Regions from separate parts of the Mus musculus genome. Here region 2 is linked to region 1. Evidence: chromatin contacts called from public Hi-C data. All regions are on one chromosome and are shown on one strand. Each heading gives the region's core, a stretch centred on a gene start, on an enhancer-like site or on the middle of the called end of the contact. The rest is flanking DNA. Distances are from core to core; before and after follow the strand shown. Region 1 overlaps Adam22 (a disintegrin and metallopeptidase domain 22). Region 2 overlaps Adam22 (a disintegrin and metallopeptidase domain 22).

Region 1 (5,482 bases), core at 1,184-3,683:
AACAGAGACTCTAAAAGCAAGAAAATGGACAGATGTCATACAAATCCTAAGAGAACCAAAAGCCAGCCCTGGCTACTATACCCAGCAAAGTCTTACTATTCTTAATACTTACAGCACATTGCCCTATGTTAATGTACTTGTAGGAACTATTCATTCCTTAGAAGCAGTTTTATATCTGTACCAACACCAGTGCGAAATTCATTCACTCATCAAGGCCCATTTGAAAACAAACTTGCTCTATACATTATTTCCTGATTGGCTCTCCCAGTTCCCCTCTAAACTCTCACAGACATAGACCTTGCACTATTCTTATGGCCCACATCCTCAGTTTGATGTTTTGTACATGCTTATGTATGAGTTGTGTCTTCTTATGGAGTAGAATTCTTGTGAGGATAAACATTATGTTACACTTTTGTTATAGGTTTTATATTACAAGTAGGTAGTGTGCAAAAATGAAACTAAAAAGGGTTTAAATATTCCTTCTATATTTTGTTTATAAGGCATGCATATATTTAGAATATAACTTTATATTTACATATATTTCTATGTTTAAAATATTTTCGAGAATGTACCTTTTCTATTTTAGTGATAATTATAGATCCCTATTTTTTCTATGTTATCCATCATATAAATTCTGATATTTCCATGTGTGATTTTGCTGCTATGTTAATCATTTAGTGGGTTTTTTTTTTGGTTGTTTGTTTATTTTCTTTTGTTTTTTTAATTCCTCTGGGTATAGTCCTGGTTATCTAGAACTTGCTCTGTAGACCAGGCTGGCCTTGAATTCAGATATTCACCTGCCTCTGCCTCCCAAGATTAACATGTGCACCACTACCATCTGGCTTAGTGTTTTTTACTTTTAAATATGTTATCACTATTGATGACAAAAATGTATTTGTTAAAAGAATATATAAGCCAGGCGTGGTGGTGCACGCCTTTAATCCCAGCACTCAGGAGGCAGAGGCAGGCGCATTTCTGAGTTCGAGGCCGGCCTGGTCTACAAAGTGAGATCCAGAACAGCCAGAGCTATACAGAGAAACCCTGTCTCGAAAAACCAATATATATATAGCAATATTTTTGATACAGCAACCTACCTGTTAATTTCTGAACATATGATTTGTTTAGAAGGGCGGCTTTGCAGCTTTGTGGCTGGGAATCTCCATGAGCAGTGGATCACCCCTTCTTTGGTTTTGGGAGGCAGGACTCAGAAGTAGCTATGTTACAGGATATTCAGGCAATGTTTACTCACTTACCCAACATTAAACAAGTTTATCATTTCCAGCAGTGTATGGTATACAAATCATTCTGATAAAAAGGCACATTTGATGGATAACTTTCCTTAACCAGTCATCTAGGGAGCTATTAGGATTTTGGACCACCAGTTGGAGTGTTAGAGATGTTAATCTTGAGACCTGGAGTCGATCCAACATTGGCTTATTTTATTTTGCTTAGCATACACATGAGTAATGTCACTGATAGATGAGAAAGACTAACAAGAGAGAAGTCAGTACTTCAAAGTGTGAACTTCATTTTGTCTTGGGGGAAGAAATCAAGTTGATAACTGGTCCTCTTTTAACACAGGGATGTACTTTGTGGTTACCTCCTGTGCACAAACATTGGCAACATCCCAAGGCTCGGGGAGCTTGATGGTGAGATCACATCCACATTAGTTGTGCAGCAAGGAAGAACATTAAACTGCAGGTAATCATCGAACCATTCTGTGATTGCATTAGTCACTTTACTTACAGCAGCTAGATTACTGTTTCCAGTGTGTATGCATGTCCATCATCTGAACTTAAATCTAGTTCATAATGTGATTACGTAAATTGTAATTGAAAAATGAAAAGTAGTTAAGAGTGATACATGGGGATTGTTACTTGGCTGCTGGAATTATGTTCAGCTGCTCAGTAAAATCCAGTAGGGTTTGGCTTGCATTTTCTTCTTAGTGAGGGGCTGGAGACTTATGGATAGAGGCAGTCATCACAAGTCAGCATTTCATTTTGCTTCTTGCTGAAGTTCCGCGATATTCAGTTTTCCTTAAGAGTTATATATCTGCAGGAAAGCTCAATCATGGAGTTGAGGCAGCAACCATCTACATCTGGAATATGTACAAATGGCTCTGGGGCTCACTCTTAAGGAAGACTTTGAGAAAGTTGAATTTGTAGGTCAGTAAGACGGGAACACTGAAACACCTTGTAATGTCTTGGAAGCATCAGAAATTGGCAGCATAGTCTACTGTTCAAGGAGGGATTAGATGAGTTTCACAGCAGATTTTTAAATAAAGAAGTTGTGTGGAAGTTTGAACAATAAGAAGGAGTCTAACACATAGATTCCTTTGGTAACTCAGCCACAAAGGGGCTGGCCTGCACTTCCATTGGAGCTTCAGGCCCTGTCTCCACAGAGAATTAAACAGAACGTTCCTAATTTGAAGGGTTGATACTAGGATTGCATGGAAGTGATTCAGCCTCAAGGAATGCTCACTGTGGATACCATGGAAGTTCCAGTCATCTGTCTGGTTATTACTGACTGGCATACAAAGAAAATCTCTAATGTGGAAAACCGGAGTGAACAGAAAACCCCAAAAGACTTTTTATCATAAAATGAAATAATAATGTTCTACTTTAATTAATCAGATCATGGAAGAAAAATATTCTGTTGGAAGTGAACTTTAGCGGTTGAAATTGTCTCCCTGGAAGTAGGACAATAACAAAGTAAAGAAACTGAATGGCTAGAAAGAACTCCACAATTAGAACATAAATACAGAAGAACAGAGAAACAGTAAGGAAGAAATTGTCCATGAGTGACGTCAGAGACAGATGTAAACCTTCTTATGGAAGCACTGTAGGACAGACGAGAGAGTCATCAGGCTTCCACAGAAGAGGCTCAAGAACTAGAGCACTTTAAGGTTGATCACTGGGAGTCTAGGGAGTCAGAAGACACTGGAAAAAGTATTTGTAAATTACAGTTGTCTATCAGACTCAGACCAGGGCTCCTTGAGCACACCTCTAATCTCAGCACTTAGAGGCTGAGACATAAGGATGATGGTTTCCAGATAAGACTGAACTATATAATAAGATCCTGTCTTTAAAAGATCATATATACCCTGAGACTATAAAATGACATGTTAGCATGCAATTTTCTCCAAAATGTATTCTTCTACACCTGTCTTCAAAAAGTTAATGAAACAAGTGTATCCATAAAGATGAAGGTTGAACAAAGGAAAAGAAAGGCTAGGTATAGAGGAGGCAGAGTCTTCCACTCAGAGACAGTATCATAATGGAGCTGATAGTGAAAGCATACCCAGGGTTTACAGCTCTTTGACAGGTACAAGGCAAAACCAGAACACACAGGAATGAGCTGGGAGCACTCTAGGAGAGATGTCCACAGGCAGATGCACTGAGGCTCAACTGTGTTTTCAATGGGGATTAACAGCCAGACTGAATTAATTTTATATTAAAGATGGTAAATGCATAGGAACATAGAGAGATAAACAGCCAACAAATAAAGGAATAAGCTAAATTAAGACAAAACTAGTTCAGAAGTTGAAAGCATTTAATCATAACCATTATTTCACTCAACAACCAGCATTTACAGTTGTAATAATGTACATATTTGTTATTGATTACATTAAATTATGAAAGGATAAAGGAGAAATTGTGTATCAAATTAAAAAAGAGATAAGTGCTCTTATTGCATATAGAGAAATTAATTGATAATACCAATAGTTGAAAATTAAAAAAAATAGTATAATTTAGATGTTTTGAAGCACAAAAATAGCACAGAATCAATAGTATAAAGAAAGTGGTTCTCTTCTAGGATGATGTAAGGCAGGGCTAGTTCATTTAAAAACTAATATATCTAATGCGAGGAAAGTGACTCAGTTGGTAAAGTGCTTACTACTTAAACATGAGGAACTGAGTTCAGTCCCTAGTACCCACTACACTCATGTAAAAACTTGAAGACATCAGTTCACACCTCTATTCCCAGGACTGCTACGGCCAGACAGAAGGGTCCTTCAGGCTTGCTGGCCAGTCCATCTAGCTGAATCAGTGAGTTCCACGATTAGTGTGCTCACCCCTTCTTAAAACAGAAGGTGAAGAACAATTAAGAAATACATTGTGTTGACTCCTGGCCTCTACACATGTAGACATAAATATACAGACACACATGTGCATAAACACATGAATACACACATAGACACAAAATACAAGTTCATGTATCTTGCTTCACATTACAAATGCTTTTGATAAAAATTAATATAGAAAAATTTGTACTAGCATTGGCAAGATATCATATGGAAATATTAGTTATTAATATACACTTCCAACTTTTGTTACTGTTTTTTCTTTATTCTGAAAGGTCATTTGATCATGCTCTACTGAGCAGTGAATGCGGTGGTTGAGTCATTACCAAATAAAATGTGTATATATACAATGTTTGGGAGCAGTATAAATCAAATCCAATTCTGATACTTATTTGAGATACATTTAAAATCTTGAAGCCTACTTAGTGAAACCAACTGGACTTGCACATAGTTTCCAAGGGAAAATAATGAGACTAGTTCTGTTCTGGCCTTACTGTAATAATTTTGTAAAAATTCTAAATATTATAATTATCTCATAGAAGAATTAGATCATAAGTTTCTATTGCTTCCTATACTTAAAGATACTTCTGGGTGTGGTGATATATGCCTTTGACACCAGCATATGGGAGAGGGAGGCCAGAGCAACCAAAGTTAGAGCCAGTTTTGTTTATAGTAAGAATTCGATGCTCATCTGGGCTACTTAACATCCTATCCCCGTGAAACAAAAGAACAAGAATGTAAACGTCCTTTGGCTATTGTTTTTGTTTTGTTTGTTTGTTTGTTTTGTTTTTATATCAAATAATAAGCAGAAGTCCAGAGAAGCGATATTGTCTCCTTTTAGTTTTAAACTCAGATGAGAGTGAATTAACGGAGTCCTGTTTTCTCTCTGCACACAATGTGTTTGTAGTGGCGCGCATGTTAAACTTGAAGAAGATGTGGATCTTGGCTATGTGGAAGATGGGACGCCCTGTGGCCCTCAGATGATGTGCTTGGAACACAGGTGTCTTCCTGTGGCTTCCTTCAACTTCAGTACTTGCTCCAGCAGTAAAGCAGGCACCGTGTGCTCAGGAAATGGAGTAAGTGTCAGAGCCTCACCCGGGAAAACCATTTCTTCATGTTACAAAAGTAGATACAATCCTGAAATGTTTCCTAAATCATAGACCATGTGATTATCCATGTTTCTGGTTGAGATGTGAACACTAACTTGATCAAAGCTACTTGAGTATTTTTGTTGTATAATCAAGAAAATCTGAGAATACGAAAACTAGTAATTTTCCTATTCAAATTCGTTTTTCTTCTTTTCTTATGCTAATAGGATGCCTTACAGTATAATGATAGGTTTCCTGCGTGTGATTTAGAAGAATTTTAGCAACCTACAGGGGAATTTTTTTTTAAATG
Region 2 (5,482 bases), core at 1,034-3,533, 190 kb before region 1:
GTACATATAAATATAAAACCCTTAGGGAATTGCTCAAGCTGGTCAGTATATGAAAATGGTATTTGAACTTAATTTTGACTTCAGAGTCTGCTTTATTTGTTAAAGGATGGTGGTGGATCTGGGATTTAAACCAGTCTCCTGTCTCATCCTAAAAACACCCAGATCACTTTTTGTAACTATGTAATTACAATTCGTAGGTGTCTTTTGAATGTTTTAGATACTTAAAATCTTTTAATGGTATATTATAATACTTGGCTTGTTACCAGAATTAATTAGATTTAGATATCAGTCATATGGCAATAAAGATTTCCATTATTTTAGGATCATCTTAGAGTAGTGCAGTCTCATAATTTAAGTGTCAGCTGAATACTATTGGATAAATTATTTATTAAACATTATGTGCCATAGAATGCTAGTACTCAAACTGCCATTGTATTGGGGCAGTCAGCTGAGGGGCAGAGCACTTGATTCACTTGTGTGAGGCCATGGGTTTGATTCCTAGCTCCATAAAAAAGAAAGTTTGCCAATTTAACAGCCATTACATACTGGAAATATTAAAGATCTATTTTCTCAAACGTGAAGTGTTTCTGAAGGTTCAGTGTTCTTCAGTTTCCCTCATGTCTCTTTCCATCCTGTTTGTTCCTCCCGAGAATAAGCAGATGCACTGCTATTGGAGCCCTACCCACCCCGCACTGTTGTGATCTGTTTTCTCTGTGGAATGAAGTATTGACAGAAAGCAACAGGACAGAGAGATTAAAAATATGCATCAATTAGAGAGCCAATTGCAGCATGGCTTTCAGTCAGTGAGTGTTCTAGCTGCAGCGCTGACGGTTCAGCTGGAACGCATGCTTAAAGAAGAGTATCTTTTGACTCATTACTAAAATTATACCTTACTTTTTTTCATAGCATGAGGAAATTTGGAATAAATGTCTACCAGAATTCTACATCATTCTGAAATATATGTGAAGACTAGTGATTTTAATGTGTTTATTCTGTATCTATTATTTTGTTTTTATACCCACAAAGACAATATTCTATGCTTGCATTATTCATGATGGTTAAAGTTTTAAAACCTGGGGACAAATTTTGTGATTTTGGATTTCAGTTTAGTTGACAAAATCATTAATAAATAGAAGCTTTGAATTAGATGACCATGCTAATGATGATTTGAGTACTTGCCCTTTTTTTCTACAATTTAGAGAAGTTCATATTTCTTTTATCAGGATAAATACAATTTTAATTACTTGTGGTCGGTGGGGGAATAAAGCAGGGGTGAGATAGGAAAGAAGAGACCTGGGCTTCATTTTCACCATAGCAGGAAGGACAGCGGCCAATTCCTCTGTTTCCCACTCATTTGCGTTTAGCCTCCTGGTCCAGTCATTAAGGTTGCATTGTTGTGTCTTACAAATGCTTCTATCTTCTGAGAATTAGGAGAACTGCTACATTTCCTGTGACATCCTCAAGAAAAATCGAAAAGAGCTTAATACTTGGACACCTGCCTGTCTTTTGGTTCAAAGGGTAAAGACACATATAGAAAAAGAATGTAGAAGCCATTGGCCAACACTGGCCAGGAGCATGAAAAGCAGTAGAAATCCAAAAAAACTACCTTTCAGCAATGAGGAATCTCTTCTTGCTCAGAAACCTCGCATGCCACGGACTCTCAGAGAGAGGATGACCCTCCTGGTCCTATGGGTCTGTGTGCTGTACTTCAAATGGGAGGATGAGATTTTAAGGCTCAAGGCTTGACTTGATGCATGGTACTCTGTCACCTAAAGACTTTGTTTTTAAGACCAAGTTTCTAGTGTTGTAGATAGTGTGTGGGGGACTCCTCTCCACCCCCATCCTTACTGTCTGTAATACACTTTATTTATCAGTGGATCGGCCCTAAGCAGTCTAGCCCTTGGCTGAAATGTTAACAAGTGGAAATATTCAGAGATGGGCACTTTGGATGTGCCTCTTAGGAAAAAGCCAAGTGCATGACAGCATTGTGACTCAAAAGACCTAGATGTGGGCAGTAGCTCTGTGATGAGTTATGCAATGTTCTCCGTGTTGCATAATCTCTGGAAGTGAGTCTTCTTGACTTTAAAATGGCAAATGCTCTGCTTGAACTGACAGAGAACTTATGTAAAGATAATGTATGTTATCAGCTTTCCTAGGTAGTTGCAGATGATGCTTATTGATATCTGGCAACACTTTAAATCAAACTCACAAGGGAAGGGAGAAAGGACTGAGTCCTGTGAGTCATGTCCCAGGGAGTTCTGCTTGTTTTGGTTTGCAGCCTGCGATTCTGATTTCTGTCTAGCTCTCTCTCATTTCTGCTGTGTTCTGTCTTTTTTTCTAACTCGCTGTGTATGTGTGCCTTCAAGTTCAGCTGAGGGGGAAGGAATGCCTGTATTTGCTTCATTATCTCAGTGAGTCTTATTGGCTTCATCCCACTCCAGAAGAGTCACAGGCTCATCACTAAACCTGATACTGTAACCTTGCAGTACCTTGGGGCTCTTGTAGACCAGCCTGAATTTGGGTGTGGAATCTGCCTTTCCCAACCCACAGATGCTGAATTGGGCAGGGATGACTTCCTAAAGGACATTTAGGGTGTATATTACAGCATCAAAGAATGGCTAGTGAACAAGTCATTTTTATTTTATTTTTGTCTGTGAAGAAAATATGCCTATGATCTAAAAAGATAGTCAAGAAATAGCTGAGCAATGTGCACAACAAATGAAGAAAGGACTACATTTTCTTTAAAAAAAATTAACCACTTTATTTTGTATTTTGAAGATCTTTGCCATAAATTTATATTGTAGGAAAAAACTCTAGTAGCTTATTTTTCAGATTATATCAGGAAGGAAGGTAGGACGTACGGCCCAATATTGATCACATGTCTAGGATTACGGAATCCAGAGGCTCTAGGAACCAAATGTTTGGCATGTTTATAACATTTTATTGTGGTGATGTGCACTGTGAGAAGCATCATCTTGAGTGCAGTGTAGTTATTCATGCGTTTTCATCATCACAGTCATGCATCTCTAGAACGTCTTTCACTTTGTAGAACTGAACTTAGAAAAGAAAGAGAAAAATTTCTATTATGTGACTAAAACAGATTATAACAGCCAAGAGCATCAAACTCCATTCATTTAGATGACTCTGTGTGTGTGCATGAGTGCGTGTTTGTGTGTGTGTGTTTGTGTGTGTGTGTGTGTGTGTGTGTGTGTGTGAGAGAGAGAGAGAGAGAGAGAGAGAGAGACAGAGACAGAGACAGAGACAGAGACACTTGGGTTTGAACCTGGGACCTTGAGTATGCTCATCAGCTCCTTTATGTTGGATCTTTATCCTAGGCTGGGCCTGAGTTACTGTAATACAAGCAGACCGTGGACTATGGTACTCTTCCTTTAGCCTCCCAAGTAGCTGGAATTACAGGCCTGTTCCCCCGGGGCTGGCTAGATGACTATTTTATGAGATCATTTTTCACTTGTTTCTTGATCTTAGCCCAACACATTATTCATTCCATAGGAGGTTGGGCTGGAAAAAAAGTAACAGCATCAGAGAAACACCATCCTAGGTGAAATGAGGGCATGCAAACCTGGGAGGCGTAGGAGCCTTTGGTTAGAACCTGCAGCTCTTTGTCAGGAATGTGCACGTCATTGCCAACACGGTAGCTTCACACATTGTGAAATTATTCCGTTTCTGTGACCAAGGGCTCAGAAGGAAAAGCCGAGCAGAGAAAAACCATGAAAAACCCAATAACGTTTTTGTAACATTTTATTTGGAAAGGGCAGACAGCTACAGCAAGCATGTTGTGACTGCCCCCGAGGGGAACAGGGAGTCTTAGGAGATTTAGAATAAACAACTTTAAGAGATTTTAATAGGCAGAAAGCTAAACAGCTCTAACCCAGGGAAGAAGGGAACAGTTTACAATTGCTCCCTGGGTTGCAGAAACATTTTATTCATTATTATTTAAACCTTATGATAATTCTATTTACTGAAGGAGAAAGTGAAGCAGAGAGTTTAGGGCTTTAGGAGTGCTTAGGAACACAAGTGGGGCAATAACTGGGAATCAGGTGGACTGGTACGCTGCTTCTGCCGCAACTCAAACCTTCTGTGGAAATGCGTTTGGCTTTCTTCCTTTAAGCTTGACGGACACTACTAATCACTTTTTCAGGGCCTGGACCAGTGCGTAGAGCGCTTGCTGCGTTTGCAGAGGACCCATATTCAGTCCTCAGCACCCACATAATGGGATGTAATTCCATTGACCTCTGAGCAATACATGCATGTGTTATATTTTCATACACGCAGGCAAAACACTCATGCACACAGAATAAAAGTAAATAAAAATAACCCCACACTTTTTGAATTTTTCAAAAAAGGCAGAGTTAATGTGAGAATTAAATACGATGTTGAGAACATTTGACTTTCAAATTTGAAAATGGAGTCAGAATATAGTCTCCCCTTGGAGATAGCTGCTCTTTAAGAATACTGTCAGTGAAAAGACAACTATTTCCAGAAACTTAAACACCAACAACTTGTCACTGTTGAAGGGCAGCTGGCATTCTTTGAGTTATTTTAAATGTTCCTAAAGCAAGTTTCTAAGATTGGTGAACTTTGGGACAAACTCTTTATTATGTATGCCTCTTGGATTTGTATGGAGAGGGCCTTGTGGAGCTGGGAAGTTGCCTTTCCGGAGCCTCTAGCTCTGGAGTTGCTAGGTCTCTATGGACGGCGTGGACTTGAGACAGGCAGATACAAGGCTTGAGAATACAGAAGATTCCCATTAGGGAAATTGAGGAAGATACAGATTTAATTTTTTTTATTATTTCTTTTACATCCCAACTGTGGTTTACCTTCCCTCCTGTCCTCCCAGTCTCCACCCCCACCCCCACCATCCACTCCTCCTCCACTTCTCTTCAGAAAAGGACAGGCCTACCATGGATGTCAACCAGCCATGGCATATCAAGTTGCCGTGAGACTAGACCTCCTCTCCTATTAAGACTGGACAAGGTAATCCAGTAGAGGGAAAGGGCCCAAAGCACAGTTAGAAACAGCCCTTACTACCACTGTTAGGCGTCTCACATGAACACTAAGCTACACAACTGTAACATATATGTGGAGGGCCTAGGCAAGTTCCCTGGTTGGAGGTTCAGTCTCTGTGAGCCCCGATGAGCCCAGGTTAGATTATGCTGTTGGTTTTTCTTGTAGTCTCCTTGACCCCTCTGGCTCTTATAAGCCTTCCTTCCCATCTTCCACAGGATTCCTTCTTTGGCTGTGGGTCTCTGAATCTGTTTCCATCAGTTTCTAGGTGAAGCCTCTCTGATGACAATTGGCCTAGACACGAATCTATGAGTTTAGGAATCATTTCATTGACTTGACTTTCCTTCCCTTCCCTTCCCTTCCCTTCCCTTCCCTTCCCTTCCCTTCCCTTCCCTTCCCTTCCCTTCCCTTCCCTTCCCTTCCCTTCCCTCCCCTCCCCTCCCCTCCCCTCCCCTCC

The links. Hi-C and Micro-C count contacts between places; a contact is called where the count stands out from the background.
Region 2: a Hi-C map of muscle stem cells shows a contact between it and region 1, with 3 times the contacts expected there. The contact joins two enhancer-like sites. A contact is called at or near these places in 1 of 15 datasets of contacts at CTCF or cohesin (CD8 T cells), 1 of 484 Hi-C or Micro-C datasets (muscle stem cells) and 2 of 9 other capture datasets (liver and pancreatic islet).

The regions. Positions count from the first base shown.
Region 1 is chr5:8,117,267-8,122,748 of GRCm38.p6, reverse strand. Adam22 (a disintegrin and metallopeptidase domain 22) reads left to right here. Exons shown (of 31, transcript NM_001310440.1): 22 at 1,582-1,701; 23 at 4,992-5,160. Among named protein-coding and RNA genes, the nearest start is that of Sri, 63 kb to the right of the region's middle. Within about 2 kb of position 2,433, at least 11 of the 459 cell types and tissues checked have an H3K27ac peak or open chromatin away from gene starts, as enhancers often do. A contact at or near this core is called in muscle stem cells, where this site is marked.
Region 2 is chr5:8,309,067-8,314,548 of GRCm38.p6, reverse strand. All of the region lies in intron 3 of Adam22 (a disintegrin and metallopeptidase domain 22), which reads left to right. Among named protein-coding and RNA genes, the nearest start is that of Adam22, 56 kb to the left of the region's middle. Within about 2 kb of position 2,283, at least 39 of the 459 cell types and tissues checked have an H3K27ac peak or open chromatin away from gene starts, as enhancers often do. A contact at or near this core is called in muscle stem cells, where this site is marked.